2 separate regions of the Mus musculus genome follow, and region 1 is linked to region 2. The links are chromatin contacts, called in public promoter capture Hi-C maps. All regions are on one chromosome and are shown on one strand. Each heading gives the region's core, a stretch centred on a gene start, on an enhancer-like site or on the middle of the called end of the contact. The rest is flanking DNA. Distances are from core to core; before and after follow the strand shown. Region 1 holds the start of Prtn3 (proteinase 3). Region 2 holds the start of Sbno2 (strawberry notch 2).

Region 1 (5,313 bases), core at 2,258-4,757, 220 kb after region 2:
TTTAAATATGTCTCAGTTTTTATTGAGGTCATATGGAATAGGGAACAGAGCTGACTCCACTCCAGGGGGTGCTGCGTGGGTGGGTGCGTGGGTGAAAGAAAAGCCTGGAAAGGTCTAGTCCACCCCACTCCATTTTTTTCCCACTAGAGCCTGCTGGTCGCCCCAGCTTTAGGCTGCCTGGAGCGCAGAAGGGCACCTCAGGGCTCTGCGCCCCGCAGCACGTTTTGAATCCAGTCCACATACATGGACACCCGGGCGAAGAAATCAGGGAACTGGAGGGAGGCGCATTCGCGGATCACGAAGGAGTCCACTCCATGAAGAATGCCATTGCAGATCAAGGGGCCGCCCGAGTCTCCCTGAGGTAGAAGAGGGATCAGTCCCCAAGCTGACAGAAGTCAGCCAGGATGAGGGTATTTGAGTCCCACGGGATGACCAGGAGGCGTTCATTAGCTTCCTGTTGGATACAGTCTAAGTGGGCCCAAAAGGGAGGCACACAAAGGTGCCAAGTACACAGGAATGCCTGATATGTTGCACAGGCCCGGGACTGGTCGACAGATGGCTGATCGCCACAACTGGTGCTTGGAGATGGGTACAGACCATGCGTGAGAATGGGACAGACAGGCAGTGCAGCCATATTCAGATGCCCAACTTTCTCAGATGTCACTTATCCTCGAAACCCGGGCTCCGCAAAACCCTGCCCTCCAAGAGCCCGCCTCCCAGCCCATGGAGCCCACCCTCCAGGTCACCCACTAGCCCTCCTTCTAGCCCAGGCATCCCCATCTCTCCACCCCAGACATCCAGATTTCTAGGGACCCACAGTCAGCTGGGATCTGCCCCTCCGATGACCCCCACCTTCCATAAGGCTCGCCCTCCCCCACAGGCCACGGAACCGAATCATAAGCCAGCCCCACCGCAGGCCCCGTCCCAAAGAATCGCCTCGCCCTTGGACCCGCCCTTCATGGGGATCCATCACAGGCCACGCCTCCTGCGACCGAGCTGAGTACTCACGAAGCATATGCCTGCTGCCCTCCGTGGCACCAGCGTGCACACGTTGTGTTCCCGGCATAGGAAGGTGACCACCGTGACGTTCAGTTCCTGCAGCACACGGGGCGTGGGTGCTTGGGTGCCCAGGCGACCCCAGCCCATGGCCAGGCACTGGGTGCCCTGGGACAGAGTCTGGTCCTGCTGGGGCAGAGAAGCCACCGCCACCTCCTTGCCCAGGGAGGCTGTCCGGTTTAGCTATAGGAAAAAAGGACGTGAGGACTCGTCTCTTCCACTCTTTTGCCCTTTCTAGAAACCCCATATCCCCGGCGCTTGGAGTGCAGCAGCTGAATACCCTGATCTGTGCAGAGCTTCAAAACGTCTTTGGTGAACAGTCTTAGCCCTTTGGAGGAAGCTCTGTAGAGAGCTGTTGATATGTCCGGCATGGTGCAGAGTAAAGATAACAAGAGGTCACATTGAATGCTGTGCAGTGCCCAAACTCAATTCAATGCCTTAACTTTAATTCTGACCCAGACCCTTACTCAGGCTCAGTTTCCCCTTTAACTAAACACTGACCATAGCCCTAAGCCTAACTGAGCCCTACCCATGGCCTAGTCATTAGCCATAACGGTAACCAAAACTTAGCCTTACCCTTAGCTCTCAGCCTGGGCCGAGTCCAAGCAGCAATCCTAAAGTTAGCATCATGTGGACCATAGGCCATACCCCTCCACCAGGACTTAGATCGAACCCTAATTTAACCATCCTTATCCTATATCTGATCTTGGCTCTAGTAACCTTAACCCCAAACCTCAAGCTAGCCACAGGCTTAACCCCAGGCCCAGGTCTAACAGGACCACTAACCAAGCGCACCAGACAGGAAACACAGCCAGCCAGGTCAGAAGCTAAGGGACAGACCCGGGTCCCACACTATGACGGCTCCATGGTCCTAGCATGGCACACAGTAGGTTTTCCCTACGTGTCTTCTGCAGCAATGGATCCCCAGAACCCGACCTACCTGGAGGAGAAGCACGTCATTGAGGTTCTCCTCGGGGTTGTAATTGTTCTGGAAGACCTGACTGATGGTGAACTTCTGCTGCTCAGGCTCCGAGCTCAGCAGGTCGTGGGCACCCAGCACCACTGTCACAAGCTGCCAGGAGCTGCAGTGAAGGTTGTGGGATGTTGTTTGTTGTAGGGAAAGGGATGGAACCCGGATCGATCCTTCAACACGTTACCAAGTGCTCCACCCCTGACCACGCCCTCTGGGAGGAATCCAGGTGGGGCTCTACCATAACCACGCCCCCTAGTCGCTCACTGGGGGATTCTAGGCAGGTAGGAGGAACTCTACCCTGACCGTGCCCACAGACCCTTCCCTGGGGAATTCTAGAAGGGATATTTACCCTAACCACTCCCCTATCCCCTTCACTGGGGGATTCTAGGTGAGAGAAAGTCTCTGTTGAAATAATCTCCTGGAGAACGCATGGGGAAGAGCTGAGGCAGGTCTAGAGGGAGCCTTTGGAAGGGGAAGAGACTATGAGGTACCCATCCAGGGCTTTGCTGTCAGTTCAGACCTGCCACTCCCTCGCTGTCTCCTGAACTCACATGTCCTGCAGGCAGTGGGCGGCTGTCAGCACGAATCTCGGGTGGATCAGGGTGCCACCACAGAAGTGGCTCCCAGGGAACCTGCTCAGCTGCAGGGATGCCACATAAGGCCGAGAGTGGGGCCGAGCCTCGTGCCCACCTACAATCTTGGAGGCCTGGACTGCGCCTAGGGGAAGTAGGTGTCAGGAATGCAGCCTGAAGGGTTCCAGCCATGAGAGCCACAGTCTGTTCTACCTATGGTTTTAAAGTGACCTGTGCCTGGGGAGGAGTCGGGGGCTGACTTGAGTCTACACGTATTATTTTGTTTTGAGATAGTGTCTCACACTGTGGTCCAGGGTGGCCTTGAACTCAGCGAGATCTGCATGCCTCTGCCTCCCAACTGCTGGGATTAAAGATGTGCGCCATTCAGCTTGGCTGGTAATTCCTGATTCCCTGGAAATTCCTCCCTGCAGTGAGAGTCCGTGGGCGGCACACATACAGTAAGAACCCATCAAGGGCTGAAGCTGGTGTTGGGTTCAGTGGGTAGAGTCGTGGCTTACACGCACAAAGCCCTAGGTCCCACATCCAGTGCCACAGAAACACAGCATGGGAGCTTGCTACCCCAGTACTGAGATGAGGCATGAGGGCCAGGAGGTCAAAGCTGATTTGCTATAATGTAGCAAAGGCCAGCCTGGGCTACTTAAGACTCTGTCTAAAAAAGAACCCTAAAACAGAAGGAAAGCAGTCAATGCCCCCTCTCATTCTTTCCTTCCCAAGCATTTAACCAGGGGATGCCCTGACCTTCCCAGCTATTCTAGGAAGGTGCTGGTTAATGAACAGCTCCCCACCCCCCCACCCACACACACACTCACCACCAACCACCAGGGCAAGCAGCAGGAAGGGATGGATCCCCTTGGGGGATGGGTAGCTTCCAGCCATGGCCAGGCTCCTGGCATCCTGCTTGCTGGGGCCCTCTTATAGCCCAGCTCTGCCGGGAGCCGTTGAACAGTGGCTAAAGGCTGGGCTGTGGGTCCCACTTCCTCCTTCCAGTTTGGGGGCCCAGGAATGTTTGCAGTAGGGCAGGACGCAGGGGGTCTCTCTGGAGGCACAGGAAGCCCTCTGCCACCCAGAGCGTGCTGAGGGTCCTGGGACAAGCCACTTTAGTACCCACTCAGCTATGATCCACAGATCCTGTGATACACCCCCCATCGATGACCCTCCCCATTAATAACCTGCCTAGATTTTACTTTGGGAGTTCATTATTTCTCCTCTAATGTTGTAGTGTGTGTGTGTGTGTGTGTGTGTGTGTGTGTGTGTATGTGTGTTCATTTTAAACAGGGTTGCATGTAACCCTGGCTAGCCATGAACTCACCACGTATCCAAGGTTCCTTCTGCCTCAGCCTCCTGCACGCTCGGATGACAAGTATGCACTTCTGCACTGGGATAATTTCCTATTCTTTTCTCTTTACTGGTTTTTTTTCATATAAATATATATATTGTGTGTGTGTTTTATTTCTTTTTAATTTATATATCTTAAATTTTTTAATCTTTCTTTCTCTCTCTCTCTCTCTCTTTCTTTCTTTCTTTCTTTCTTTCTTTCTTTCTTTCTTTCTTTCTTTCTTTCTTTCTGCATAGGCATGTGTGGATGCACATGCATAGAGTGGCCTGAGGTTGACACAAGGTATCTTCCTCAGTGACTCTCCACCTTATATTGAGGCAGGGGCTCTCTCTAAGGTTTCAGTCAATCAGCTCTCTAGCTTGTTGGGGGAGAGGTGTCCCTGTCTTCTTCTGGGCCTCCTTACACAAATGCTCGGAAATACAGGAGGCTGTCTCCGCTGTGGACACGGGTTCTGGGGACTGGAACTGCAGCCCTCCCTTCTGCCATAGTGCTTTACCCACTGAGCTATCTGGCCCTTTCCCTCCCCATCCACCCCTGTTTATTAAATCCCAAACCAACATCAATCCTCCTGCCTCTGTGCTGGGATCACAGAGCAAATATATTCATTTATTATAAAATAGTCTAGCACAGCAATGGTGGCACACGCATTTAATCCCAGCACTCAGGAGGCAGAGGCAAGAGGAGCTCTTGTGAGTTCGAGGCCAGCCTGGTCTACAGAGCGAGTTCCTGGACAGCCAGGGCTACACAGAAACCCTGTCTCAAACCTAAAAAAAAAAAAATCAATAAATGAAATAGTCTAAACCCATAGAACACTGGGATACAGCCAAGTATTGAGCACTTGCTTAGGCTGCATAAGGCCCTGAGTTCCATCCCAGGAGTACAAAGTTAATGCATTCATTCCTATATGAACGAACTTCTCCATGTGTGCATGTGTGTCGTGTCTGCACAGCGGGTCGGAGGATAACAGTCAAGAGTAAGTTCTCTCCGTCCACTGTGTGAGTCCCCAGAACTGAACAGAGACCCTGAGGTTTGGCAGCAAGCGCCTTTCCCCACTGAGCCATCTCAGTGGCTCATAAATAAGGAAGGAAATTCATTAAGTTAAAAGAATAAACCACACGAAGAGAAAGAAACCACAGACCTGGGGGGCTGGAAAAAAGGAAAAGAGAGAAAGAAAAGGTTGTGTGGTTTCATTTTGAAATGAAGCCTTGCCGCTGGCAGAGGTCCGCAGGCTTCCGGGACTTGCCTCTCTGTTCCCGGACTTCTTACACAACACAACGGCTGCATGACTCTGGACCATCGGACCATCGCCAATCCTTCCCCCGCCCCTTCCTGCTTGAGGCCATGACCCCGAGTCC
Region 2 (5,169 bases), core at 67-2,566:
AAGTTAACCTTCAAAGTTACTCCTCAGGTACCACCTGTATTGCTCCCTGAGACTTGGTCCCTCCTGGACCTGGAATGTGCCCACCAGGCTAGGAACCCTCCTGCCTCTGCTTCTGCAGCACCGGGATGATCATCTGAACCCCTGCCACCACACCTGGGCTTGGGGATAGAGCTCAGGTCCTTAGCACTTTACCCCAAGCTGGCTGCCCAATCCACTATACCAGGCTTTTTTATTGTTGTTTGGTTTTCAAGACACTGCTTCTCTGTGTAGCCCTGGTTCGCTTTGAATTCACTGAGATGGCCTGTTTCTGCCTGCCCAGTGCTGAGATTAAGTTAAAGGAGTGTGCCACCACTGCCCGGCTATACCAGGCTTTTAAACAGCTTTTCTTTTTATCTAGATTGTCTTTCCTTTTGGTCTCTGTGAAAAACTCCTGATTAAACTTAAAATCCAAGTTTCTATAGCCTTACTGCTTAAGATCTCCAGTGGTATCCTTAACTTTATGCAGAGACTCCTGCCTGGGTCTCCTTCCCTGAGGACAGATAGTCCTGATTTCCTGCCCCTTAGACAGGGGTTTTTTGGGGGCACAATAAAGAGCCAGGTTCTCATCTGGGATGGTGGCACATGCCTTTAATTTCAACACTTGGGAGGCAGAGGAAGGAAGATCTCTGAGTCCAAGGCCACGCTGGTATACAGAGGGAGTTCCAGGACAGCCAGCTACATGGAGATAAAACAGCATCCATACAGTTCATTTACTTATGGGCAAATCTAATCTCAGGGTTGCAGGACACAGGCTTCTGAATGGTGGTGCCTCTGGGCCTGAATTCATGATACCCAGCTGGGAAGGGGATGGTGACTGAACTGGCTTTAGCCCCACTGAGGCCATTGCCCTAGGTCTGGACTGAGAAGGGAGACACGTGAATTAGATCTATAGTGGGTTTTAGAGATTGGACCAGGCATGATGGTTTATGCTTTTAAGATCAGCACTTGTAGAGTTCTGGTGGATCTTTGTGAGTTCTAGGCCAGACAAGGCCACATAGTGAGACTGTCTAAAAAGAAAAGAAAATAGGGCTTTTAGATAGTTCTAAGGGAGCGGAGGATGGCAAGGGTGTGAGAGGTTGGTGGGGTCTGATGTTGCAAGTGTGCCAGGGCATGTGCAAAGCCCTGAAGGGGAAACTGAGGAACGATCTACAGCCCAGCAAGGTCAGGCAGGGGACAGAGAAGGGGTCCAGCTCCCTCAAGTAGCAAGAACTGCCCGGCCCCAAGAGGCCCCGCCCCTAAGGCCGCGCCCCTTCGCAGAAGCGGAAGTGCGCGCCGCCGGCAACATGGCGCCCAGAACCCGGAAGTGAGCGGCGGCCGCTGAGAGGCTCCGGGAAACCGAGGCGTCGCGGGCTCAGCGATCAGGTCTGAGGTGAGGCGCCGGCCCGAGACGCCACTGTGACCCTTTCGCGATCCCCACGCGACTCGTGCGGCCAGGCTCTGGTTCCGGGCTTCTCGCGGCCGTTCCTTGGCTGCAGGGTGGGAGCGGACGCGGAGGAGGGTGCCGCACCGCGCGCGACCTCTGACCCTCCCCGCGACCCCCCTGACCCCGCCCCCAGTCACGACCCCTGTGCGCCCCATCTCTCTCTGTGAGGCGAGACCCCACGTTCCGCGTGGACCTCAGTCTCGGTCTTGCCCCAATAGTCCTGACCCCACGTCCGGCTGCGACCCCTGCCCCTGCCCCAGCCGGTGAGCCTCTTGGCTGAACTCCCCCATCTCCGGGGACCTCTCTCTCACTCCTGCTTTGACCCAGCTCCCAGGGAACCCCGACTCCTATTGCGACCTCCATTGTCCGTCTTTGACACTGACCCCAGTTTCCTATGACCCCCACCCCCCCACCCCCTTTCCTTTTGGCTGACCCGGATTCCCGCCTCTGGTGGTGAGAACTTCCTTCCCTGAAAATCTTGTCCACAGCCTGTCACTCCTGGCCTTGACTCTGGTATTGGGTCTTTGGAGGTACCCCTCATTCTTTTCGGCACCTTGATTCCCATACAATCTACTTTGAACCTTGACCCTAACAGACCACCACCCTCCCATCTACAGTTGAACCTTAACCTCACCTTGGGACCCCTGTTCTCCCAGTGAACCTTAACCTCATGCCAGGGACCCCGTCCTCCTAGACCCAGGACCTTCCCTCTCCTGAGACTCAGGTTGCACCCCGGGAACCTTCTCCCGCAACTCCTGCCCTTGACCCTGGTCCTGGGAGGGAACCCCAACCCCCACCTTGTGCCATGATCATTTGACCCCAGGCTCAGTCATGACCCCCTAACCTTTCTTTTCTGTTGTTTTCTATCAACTCCTGTTCAGTGTCCTTTTTGACCCCTTTCTTTTTCTTGTGGTCTTTGACCCTGGTGCTCCGTGAGGTATTTTTGTCCCTTCCTACCCAACTTGGTGTCTTTAGCGTTGAGGGTTCTCAGGACCCCTGGCTATCAAGGAGTCTCCTTACTGGGTTTCCTGGGTGGATGCCCAGACCTGGCCCCACCATTGGTCCCAGCCACGTCTCTCAAGTCTCCTCTTCTGGTTTGGGTTGGGGGAGTGTGTAGTAGAGAGTGACTTTGAAACCACATCACCAGGGAGCTAAGTGGGGGAGAGTGGGTGCCACCACCCTAGGTACTAGAGATGCACTAGAGGGACACAGCTGAACTAGCCTGGTGGTGAGGGAGGGATCTCAGGGTGTCTCCTCAGATGTCATGATTAACGCTCTGAAAAGTTAAAAAAAAAAAAAAAAGGCATGAGTGTGTCAAGTGTCTGGGCCATCCCCCGGCTCTGCTTCCCGGAATGCCTGTGAGTCCCTGAGTCCCGCCCGCTCGGGAGCGGCTGCCTTCCTGCCTTGGCTGTCTGGTGCGGGCCACTGAACCCTGTGATTGGGGAGTGACGGGGAGCCTGGCCTTGGGGGTGGCACGACTGCTGGTGAGTTTTCCAATGTGGTAAAGGGCCCCGAGGTACTAAGCTGAGCTGGGACCCCAGTGAACAGGTTAGATGAGGCATTGCCTGGAACCTGGCCTGGTTGGGACTGGCTCTGTTGTGTGGGACTGGGGACATTTGAAGGAACAAGGGGCATAACCTGGTGCCTCCCTCCCTGCAATCAGCCGTGCTAGGGACCTGATCCAATAGCAATCAATGGCTGGACTCTGTATCTGGGAGGCCTGGCTAGCTGAACCCCCAACTTCTCTTGGCCCCTCTCTACAGCCCTTGGGCCCAGCTTTGGATTGTCCCAGGACCTGGCTCCTACAGGTGGGCTGCTGAGGCTCTTTTCAAGTTGGGAATGATGAAGGCAGGGACCTGCCAACCCAGTCCTGGGTATGACAGTGACAGAGAGGCACCTCTGTGGCCATCAGTCAATCCTGGCAGACTTCTGCTCTGCTCCCACCTTTAAGGAGAAACGGGCACACGCTGGAATGGGCAGCCTGGCCCTACCAGTGGTGGCTTCTCTGGGCTCTGGACTGTAGGCAGTTTCCTTCCCTGGGTGGAAGTGGATGCAGGCACATAAGAGGGAACTGAGGCCCAGAGAGCTCATATGCCTGCCTGTGCAGTCCTGACACCAGGGCCCCTTGAGCAGGGCCAGTGGGAAACACTGGCCAAGAAGCGGAATAAAGAGGTGACTGTCCCTGCTGTCCCTGCTGCCTCTCCCGACCCCCACAGGGTGAGATGGACTGCTTCCCTGCTAGGGATGTGTGTGACAGAATCTAAAATTATGAGTGGGGAGGTTTGAATGCGGATAAAGGTCTACATCATACATTGTCAACATGGCCCCAGTCCTGTATGTGCCATCCAGTGAATTGTGTGAGCACAGTCAAGTCTACGCTGTGTGCATGTGTGTGTTTGCATGCCAAGTGTACTTCTCAATCACTTGTGAGGTTCACCTGTTGGTGCTATCAATTGTGCAGTTTGCAGCTCCTTTCACTGCTTCCATAACTAAGGGCCCTATGGTAATGGGGGGGCAGCATGGAGGACAACCTGAGGACAAGGTCACCTGGTTTATCCTGGCCTGTCCTCAGCACACTCCCACCCTGGAGCTCCAAATCTACCACCTGCAAGGGCTTGGGGTGAGGAGCTGGCTTCCTTTGGGACCATTGTTGACTGTGGCTGCCACCTCTCTGGTTGCTCTGCTTACTCCCCGGGAGAGGTGGGCACCTGTTTTGGCTGGTTTAAGGGATTTCAGAGCCAGGACGTAGTTGAGACTTTTGTCCTTATGCTTGTGGGCATCTCGTGCTTAGGACAGTGTGGAGAGACCTCAAGGACATTGTGTTCAGAGATACAGACACAGAAGGCCACACATTCCCTGTGGTGGGAAGGATCCAGAGTCGGGAGGAGGGTTTGTAGGGCCTGGGGCAGGGAGGTTGGGATGAGGTAACTGTTGTGTGGACAGGCTTTCCTTTGGGAAGGGTGTGTGTGTGACATATTCTGGAGCTATGTAGAGGTAATATTTGAATGACTTAGTGCGTTGGAAACTCTGCAGATGAACTTGATACCTGGGTATTCCAAAACAAGGTGGGTTGTGCACCTCCGAAGCCCATGCGGTGTGATTGTAAGGTTGGGAATGAGTCATAGGTCTGGCCCCTAGGGACACTGGAGAATGTGTGAGAACCTTGTCCTGGGCCCCTTAGATGAGGACAAGCACAGTGGCCTATATGGCCGCAGCTCAGCTCTTTCCGTGGTAAGGACTCTGTGTTGGCAACTCTGAAGGGGCCGGAAATGACTGGAGGTAGCCCTAGTGTCAACTGTTGTCCTGTCCTCTTGCTCCCAGTAGTGGACCCTGTGTGATCAAAGGGACAGAAATGGTCCCGCTGGTGTATGAAGAACAGCCAGCCAGCCATGCCTGGGGCTGTGTGCTGAGGGTCTGGGGACAGCAGAGATATCATATGTACTGGGGAAGATATTGGCTTGGCCGCTATGTGTCCACACTGACCACAGGGAGATGGATAGTGGGTCAGATACAGCACTCCTACGTGGCTTCAGAGCTGTCTGTCTGCCTTGTCCTCCCTTGCCTCCATCTTTTGTCCCTAGACCTTGCTGCTTTTTTCCAGACTTGCACCCCCACATCCATGTGCAGCTGTGCTGTGGTGAGCAGACTTACAGGTCTCTCAGACTGGCCCTATCCTGGCCCCAGTACAAATCCAGTATGGAGTGAAA

Evidence for each region. Capture Hi-C pulls out chosen DNA fragments and counts their contacts.
Region 1: a promoter capture Hi-C map of liver shows a contact between it and region 2. The contact joins the promoter of Prtn3 here to the promoter of Sbno2 in region 2. A contact is called at or near these places in 12 of 39 promoter capture datasets (the C10 cell line, the HPC-7 cell line, the SN4741 cell line and 9 more), 12 of 115 datasets of contacts at active chromatin or transcription factors (bone marrow-derived dendritic cells, embryonic basal ganglia, embryonic forebrain and 7 more) and 4 of 9 other capture datasets (adipose tissue, embryonic stem cells, liver and 1 more).

Annotation. Positions count from the first base shown.
Region 1 is chr10:79,877,861-79,883,173 of GRCm38.p6, reverse strand. It overlaps Prtn3 (proteinase 3), which reads right to left and starts at 3,507. Exons shown (of 5, transcript NM_011178.2): 1 at 3,432-3,507; 2 at 2,581-2,746; 3 at 1,997-2,138; 4 at 1,009-1,239; 5 at 1-356. The coding sequence starts at 3,498. The coding sequence ends at 198.
Region 2 is chr10:80,098,849-80,104,017 of GRCm38.p6, reverse strand. Sbno2 (strawberry notch 2) reads left to right here and starts at 1,316. Exons shown (of 32, transcript NM_183426.2): 1 at 1,316-1,408.